Linked DNA regions of Danio rerio: region 1 is linked to region 2. A link is a contact called in public HiChIP or PLAC-seq data. All regions are on one chromosome and are shown on one strand. The core of a region is the stretch at or near the end of the contact, and the rest is flanking DNA. Distances in the headings are between cores, read along the strand shown. Region 1 holds the start of maml3 (mastermind-like transcriptional coactivator 3). Region 2 holds the start of tesk1a (testis associated actin remodelling kinase 1a).

Evidence for each region. HiChIP or PLAC-seq counts read pairs in DNA pulled down with a chosen protein or histone mark.
Region 1: a contact with region 2 is called in an H3K4me3 HiChIP or PLAC-seq map of gastrula embryo, with 2.1 times the contacts expected there. The contact joins the promoter of maml3 here to the promoter of tesk1a in region 2. A contact is called at or near these places in 2 of 4 datasets of contacts at active chromatin or transcription factors (embryo and gastrula embryo).

The regions. Positions count from the first base shown.
Region 1 is chr1:43,619,210-43,623,043 of GRCz12tu, forward strand. maml3 (mastermind-like transcriptional coactivator 3) reads right to left here and starts at 1,822. Exons shown (of 6, transcript XR_012407336.1): 1 at 901-1,822.
Region 2 is chr1:43,325,169-43,329,323 of GRCz12tu, forward strand. tesk1a (testis associated actin remodelling kinase 1a) reads right to left here and starts at 2,736. Exons shown (of 11, transcript XM_021476824.3): 1 at 2,552-2,736; 2 at 1,538-2,050. The coding sequence starts at 1,714.

The DNA.
Region 1 (3,834 bases), core at 572-3,071, 290 kb after region 2:
AAACGGAAAGGCTGCGGTCTCTTTAAATCGCAATACCTTCGATGTGAAGCGTTTGCTGCTTATAAACCGGCTTACAGTAACATCCACACCGCACCGAGGGGGGTCGACGACACCGGCCATTAACGCTTTAAAACTACCGATGTCACCCTCAGAAATCGCAGACACTTAGCATTTCAAAGAGGACTGACACAAAAGACAGCGACACGAAGCTCTCCTGCAGTGGCTTGAGATTCGAGTGACCGATTTTAAAGCTGCAACTTTTCTGTGGTGGCATCTTGATCTTAGCATGCAGATAAACATGTATGTGCATTCGTTTCCTTCCTTTTTTTCTTTCAACAAATATCGCACCGAACAGTTACACTGCACACACACGCATGCCTAACTAGCAGGAAGAGAGAAAGAGAGGGATGTGAAATAAACGCAAAACATTAGCATCTTTTCAAACAGCGCGCCTAAAAGGAAACTGAAACTGGCACGACTCGCCATGTGTACCGTCGCGCTTCTCAGCAAAACAATACACGATAATACACATTCGCACAGTGTAGCTAGCAAGCTGATCTCGATTTTCAACCCCAATTATGTTTCCCAAACATGAAACACGGCTGAACTGCAAATAGTAAGTAGGAGGAGATCAAATGACATCATCAACTACTACATAACTTTAAACAAGGCTGCACAGAAAAGTGGTAAAACGCCTCCAAAGTCACGAGAAGCACTTTCACAAACGGTTTAATCAAGTTATGCTTTGATTGAAGTAACCAAAGTGTAAAAAGCACAAACGCCGAGCTAAAGTTTAATCACAACGAGTCTATGACCCAAACAAACACTGTTCATGTCCAAACACACACAGACACACAGAAGGAGAGGAGTCGGGCAGCCCATGGAGAGAGCTGAACTCACCGCGATCAGGGTGCTGTTCCTCTGCTCGGCGCTCGCGCTGGAGTCGGGCTCTTGTTGCTTGCTCTGCTGTTTGCTGTTGTTGGATTTCTTGGCCCGCTGCTCTAAACTCCGCTGGTAGAGGCTCACGGTCTCCCGGCGGTCCAGCTCCAGCTGCTCGGCGTGCGCCTGCTGGTATCGGCTCTCGCAGTTGACGTGGTGCCGCCGACAGCCCTCGATCCGCTGGCGGAGCCGCTCCACCACCGTGCTGTGCTTCGGTATGTTACCGCCGCCGGTGCTGCCGCTGTTGGCTGCATTAATGGCAGAGTTTAAGTTCACGTTACTGTTATTAATGCAAATGCCGCCGCCGGTCGGTACGGCAGCGGGGCTGGCAAAATCCCCCATCATCTGTGATTCGGGAAGAACTTTGTCAAGCCCCCCTGACTCTCTCTCTCTCCCCTCTCCAAAGCGGGGCAGAAGTCCGCTTCGCCAGGGAGCCAGATACAGTGAAATAGTGAGGAAAGAAGCGTTCAAACGAGCGTAAATCCCTCCTCCGGGAGGATCGCCGTGTCAACCATTCAATAGACAACAGTGCGGGACCGCGGAGGCGACCGGGGCTGCTACTCTCTCGCCGCTACTGGAGCTCCATCAAACATCCGGATGTTACTCGCAACCATCACGCACAAGCACCGCTGCTGCGAGCCCGTCGTTTTATTGTGTTGTCCTTCTGAAAAAAGTTTTGCCGTCTGCTGCGAACAGGCTCCGGAGTTGTTTCGTGAACTTGCATTTCATTAGTTTGGCCGGCGAAAGCCTCCCCGAGCGCGAACAAGGTGTGCAGTTCGTTAAAGTCCCGATGGCTGGAGAGGAAATCCTACAGTCGCCAGTGTGTACGGCAGCTGCCACCATCACAATAATCAAGCGCTCCCCTCCTCCATGCTAGCGGAGTGATATCAGGACAACAGCCGAGCGAAGAGCAGCCACCAGCCGGAGAGCAGCCGTCAGCTTCGCGCAAAACACGGACGGGATTCCAGTGCTCTCTGGACGCGGAGTCACGTTCACTTCACGGGAGGCAAACGGCAGAGCGGTATGGTGCTTTAGCGGCGGGTTACGGTACTGCAGCTGATGCTCGAGGAGGAGGAGGAGGAGAGCACAAAGCGCTGTCGGCGGAGGATTGAGGAGAAATGAGGGGTGAACGTATTTAAAGCATCAAAGAATATAATTTACAACAATGAACATTTAAGTGAAAATTATTTTGTTTATAAAAAATTAATTATTTGTATTGTTGTTATTGTTATGATTATTATATGTTTTATTAGTATTCTTAATAAATCAGTGTTTCTCAACCACGTTTCTGGAGGAACACCAGCTCTGCACATTGCACACTGATTCAGATCATCAGCTCATTAGCAGAGACTAAAAGACCTGTAATGGGTGTGACAGACAAAGGAGACATTCAAAACATGCAGTGCTGGTGGTCCTCCAGGAGCATGGTTGAGAAACACCATTAAATGTTATTTAATGACTTAGCCTCTTTATTAATCAGAGGTCACCCCAGTGGAACAAACTGTCAACTTATCCAACTTGTTTTACGCAGCGGATGCCCTTCCAGCTGCAACCAACACTGGAAAACACCCATACACTCTTGCATACACACTTATTCAATATACTGTCAATCTAGCCTGTTAAATTCACCTATAGTGCATGTCTTTGGACTGTCTGGGAAACCGGAGCACCCGGAGGAAACCCACGCCAACACGGGGAAAACATGCAAACTCCACAAAGAAATGCCAACTGACCCAGCCGGGGCTCGAACCAGCAATCTTCTTGCTGTGAGGTGATCGTGCTACCCACTGTGCCACCATAACGTTTATTATTATCATAAATAACAATGCATAATATTAATTTGAATTATATATTTATTATAAGTAGCAGTAAATTAATGCAATTGATTATATTATCATATATACTATTTTAATAATTCATATTTGTGTAATATGTTGCTGTGGTTGTTTTTATTATTATTAAATATTTATACACACATATATTTGTATTTAAATGAAAACAGAAGGGCAAACGAAAACCTTTAAAATGAATGTTAGATCATTTTAAACTGTATTGTACACTCTCTGAAAAAACAAGAGCTGTCACTGGGGTGGTACCGTTTCAAAAGACACTCATTTGTACTTAAAGGGGCCATATTGGTACCCCAAAAGCTTACCTAAACATTTTAAGAGGTAAACTTTTGTACTATCTACTAATATGTACACTTGAGGTATTTAGACATTCTTCAGGTACAAATGTGTAGCTTTTATAAAAAAACCACCCGAGTGACAGCTCTCGTACCTTTATTTCTGGGAGTGTATGTTGATCTGATCAGTGTTTTGGTGTGTTTTTCACACCACTGTATTGGAGCATAAAACTTATATATTTGTTAAACCTTTTATAGAAACTTCATTTTAAAAAAAGTGTTTAATTAATCATTTTAGCTGCTATTGTGAATACTTTTTACGTTAATTATACCGTTTTCTTTTCCTAAAGTGTTAATTGTCCAAACAGACTGTTTTCCATCTATTTGGCAATACAGGAAAGGTCTTTGTGAGTATCGTATCATGCTTCTGCTTGTGTCCACTATAGCTTTATCTTCACAGATTATCCTCTCAGTTATAACCAGCAATTGCTTTTTGCCTTTCAGAGTTCACTTTAAAGATATTGGCGCTCAAGCAAACTGTTGTTATGTGTATGTGTGTGTTGTGTGCGTGCGTGCATAATACACACGTCTTTAACACTGTCAGAAGAAAGTAACAGGATCAGGTGAGGCCCCGAAGCACTGACTGCACTCACTAAATGATGATGAGGGGATTGGCCGGTTTTGTAAGTGTATGTGTGTGTGTGTGTGTGTGTGTGTGTGTGTGTGTGTGTGTGTGTGTGTGTGTGTGTGTGTGTGTGTGTAATTGTGAA
Region 2 (4,155 bases), core at 1,486-3,985:
GGAACAGATTTTTTCTGACTTGCACCACATACTCCTCTGACTTGCGCAGACAGATTAGTGCAGGTTGGTAATCTGATTATGCTGTCGAGTAGGACCAACCTGTCCTATCATTAATCACAGACAATGCAGCTCTTAAGTTGGACACATACTGTATGGCACTGTTCTATCATGTACAACACAAGACAATTGAGATGCAGGGATAACTAAAGCTATTATACACTCTTGAGACAAAAAAATTATGGCTTTTTAAATTATTTAAATGTCAATGTGTGCTTACAAGTTTATGTGAACGAGATATTATTATGAACAATGTGCAGAAGTGATTTCTGATGCATTTATTTGTTTGTGGTACTATTTAAAAATCAAGACTTGAATAAAGGTGTTATAATAATCTATTATTTTTTCATTATTACTACTTTATTATTATTTATATTTGCTTATTTATTTATTAACTTATTTTAATGGTGTTGCCTCCTTTTTTCCATTTTGTTAGAGGGTGAGGTGGTTGGAGAGAAATTGAGATGTAAAATGTTTGCTTTGCTTACGTGACTGTTATATAGTGTGTAACCAGTAGTAATATGCAAACTGATAAAATTATAAGTATATTGTTAAAAAAAGAATAAAAGTGTTATATGTATTATGAAATATTATATCTTATATTTATCTTATTATATCTTATATCTAAAAATGCTGAGTTCCACTTAATCTTTTCAGGTCGTCCCAACGCAAATCAATTAAGTTTACTTAATGCTTTTTACAATTTTGAGTTGACTAAACATTAAAAATTAAGATGCCCCCCTCCTTAAAAACTCAAGTTCTGTTGTTTTAGCTCATTTTAAATAAGTAGTTAGTACAAGCAGCAAAAAAAGCTTTTTTAATTGAATAACAATAACAATTAGGAGACATTCTACCATGAAACGTACATTTTCTCTTATAAAAAATGTGACAGGACCTGATTTAAGCTTGTTGTCCTCAAAAAAATCATACAAAAACAAGCATAAAATCATACAATTCAATGTCAGAAGGCATCCTTTATTGTTAAATTTCAATTTAATGCAAATGTAACAGGACTGACCGAAACATGGGGACAATTGTACATTTATTAGTATCATATATTTATAGTTTTTATTTATAGAATTTATTCATAATTTCATGTTTTTGATCAGTTGATGTGAATGATAACAACAACTAAGACTTGCTATTTCGGAAGTATTTTATCCAAAATAACGGTTTTTAGCATAACAAAACTATTAAAGCTGTAGGTTAAATTTGGCTGAGGACATGGACAATGACAGTTTGTGCAGTGTAAAGTGTTTTAAATAAAGAACAAAAATCTGAGAACCAAATGAATGAGATATTCCTTTACAGAAATCAACCATCAGTCCATTTTAGAAAGTTTTGGCATGAACTACTTTTAATTCGCTGTATTTATGTTATTCCAGGGACAAATAATGTACGTTTCTGGTAGAATATCCCTTAAATAATAATAATAATTATTAATATTCTTAGTTTCTGTATCAAAAAGAGTAAAGTTTACCTTAAACACTTCTGAGAAGAACCCTGAGCCGATTTTTTCACAGAAAAAATCGTCAATCCGTGCCAGGCTGGACACGGCACTGCGCAGAGCCCGGTACGAAGAAGGCCGAATCCGGTTAGGCCCGTAAAGGGCATGCAAAGGGGGTTCGCATGGTTCTTGGTTCTCATCTTGATCCATTATGATGGACAGGCTGAAAGCGGGTCACTTTAACGCAACCAAGTCCAAATATCCATATTAAAAGGGAGATGCACTACAGAATAATCACGGCTCAACCACTAGCAAAAACTCGCGTAACAATGTTAACCACATAAAATTAGCCGATTAAATATTCTCCGAAAAGGCAAGACGACTTCCAGTGATGAGAAGTGCGCTCGGGCTTTCCCGAGAGATGCGGATGCCATGTTTCATATTCCGGCCGGTCCCTAAATCAGGTCGCTGCCGGTGCAGACAAGCAAATCTGTCCTCTCCAGTAGGTTATCTGACGGTAGATTCACTCTCATTCGAGCAAACAACCTGTAAGAAATGATGAATACTGTTTAAAATAAGTACTGCAATTATTCTTGTATGGATGAGCTGATAGAAATGGCGACAGCATGACCAGGTGAAATGATGCCAGAGACAGCAGCACTACCGTTACCGTTTCTATGACAAATCTTACGCAAGCTCTTAAATAAATATGAAAAGTAGCTAAATCATTCCGACGGCTGCAAAAATGCGGTGTGGGTATGTGTGTGTGTCCGCACCATCTGTCAAGCCTGGCTACAGACGGATCCATTGCGGATTGCTGCTGAAATGGCATGACCGCTGTGAGGGCTTTTGCTCCGAGCGCAGTTCATATCTCACCGTTATCGATTCATAAGCGACTGCCATTTCGCAGACTTATCCGATCATTGTTTTCTATTAGACATGCTAAATTTGTATAAAAAAGCATCTTTGAGTATGCATGCAAATTCAACCGGGAGAAACATGCACGTAGCTGGGCCCATGCGGCTGCCCCGGAATATGGCACTCTACCTGATTTTGGTGAGGTCGACGAAAATATGTTCTTATTTGGGTGCCGACGTTGCATTTAGCAGGTCTTCACTGTTTTGTCAACAACGTATCGTTTGCAAGCTGTCACTGTCCGTCTCGGCCATGGAGTAACGCGTATGCCGCTTGTAAATTTGACTGTTCATTGGTGAAGAATAGGGGCTGGTCTTGGCAAGGCTGGACATTGCGCGTCGAGCATGCGCAGAAAAGGTTCCAACGTGTGCCAGTGTGATTCTGCATTATTGAAGCACTTTCAGGAGAACGAAACAATGAGGCGCTGCAGGCTGCAAGACTAAAATCTAAGCTTAGCTGACTTCTAGCAATTGCTTTAAGTAATTTATCAAGGCGTTGCACATTAAAAATAAGTTTTACGTTGCAGTTTAGACAACCTATGCCTTTAATCGTGATGCCAGTTTTCATATTAAGGCTTCTGATTGGCCGCTGTGCACATCAATCAAGCATGCGAGCCAATGAGAGCGCTCAGCGCGATGGCGTTGCTCAACTATGATGTCACCTTTAAATTTCGTGTCACAATGCAACGTTTATAAAATACAGATGATATCATCGGCGTGAGTCAGCAGTGCAAAAACACCTAGATCTCTTTTATTTCAAATAAAAACATTGATTGCATCATAGCATTTTGGTCACCTAAAATAATGAGGATTAAATTATTGTCATTAAATAACCGACACATAAGTGCGTAGCTTAGTATTATTTTAGTCTAGAGCACAAGAAAGTTAACATATAACCTGAAATTGTATATAACCTATAGTTTGACGAGGTTTCTATATTAAATGGAAGGTTTGCCAAAAAAGCTCTCTATAAATACACCAATATGGAACACAAACAGCATAGTACATAAAAGCATAGTACAATCTAAGCACTTTATTCTAAAGCACATGGGTCACGAGACAGTTTAGAAACGTGTTAATGCTTAAAATTTGTAAAGTGCCGCAACGAGGCATCAATGTGAATATCGTTAAATTGAATATGTGACATACACTCTCAGAAAAAAATGTACAATGTTGTACCAAAGAAGGTACAAACCCTTGTCACTGGGGCAGTACCCTTTATGGGACAGAATTGTACCTTAAGACAAAAAAAACAAATTTGTATCATGGCAGTTTGTACCACAAGATCTGTACTATTGGAAACGAAAATATACATTTGGTTTTTAAAACCTGCAGATACAATATCATTCCTTCAAAAATCTGATCCATGAAGGTACTACAGTGACAAGACACTTGTACCTAACAGTGTCAAAAATGCTTACCAAACATTTATTTTAAATGCCTTACATATTTAGTTTACAATACCTATCGTTTTATGTTTTACCAGTTGTTTTGTATTATTGTATTATAGAACTTAATAATTAATGTTTATGAGTTTCTTTAACCATTTACTTTTAAATTTAAATCAGATGATTCATGGTTTAATTTGCTTGACGTGGTGGCGCAGTAGGTAAGGCTTGTCACCTCACAGCAAGAAGGTCTCTGGTTCGAGCCTCGGCAGGGTTGGCATTTCTATGTGGAGTTTGCATGTTCTCCCTGTGTTGGCGTGGGTTTCCTCCGGGTGCTCCGGTTTCCTCC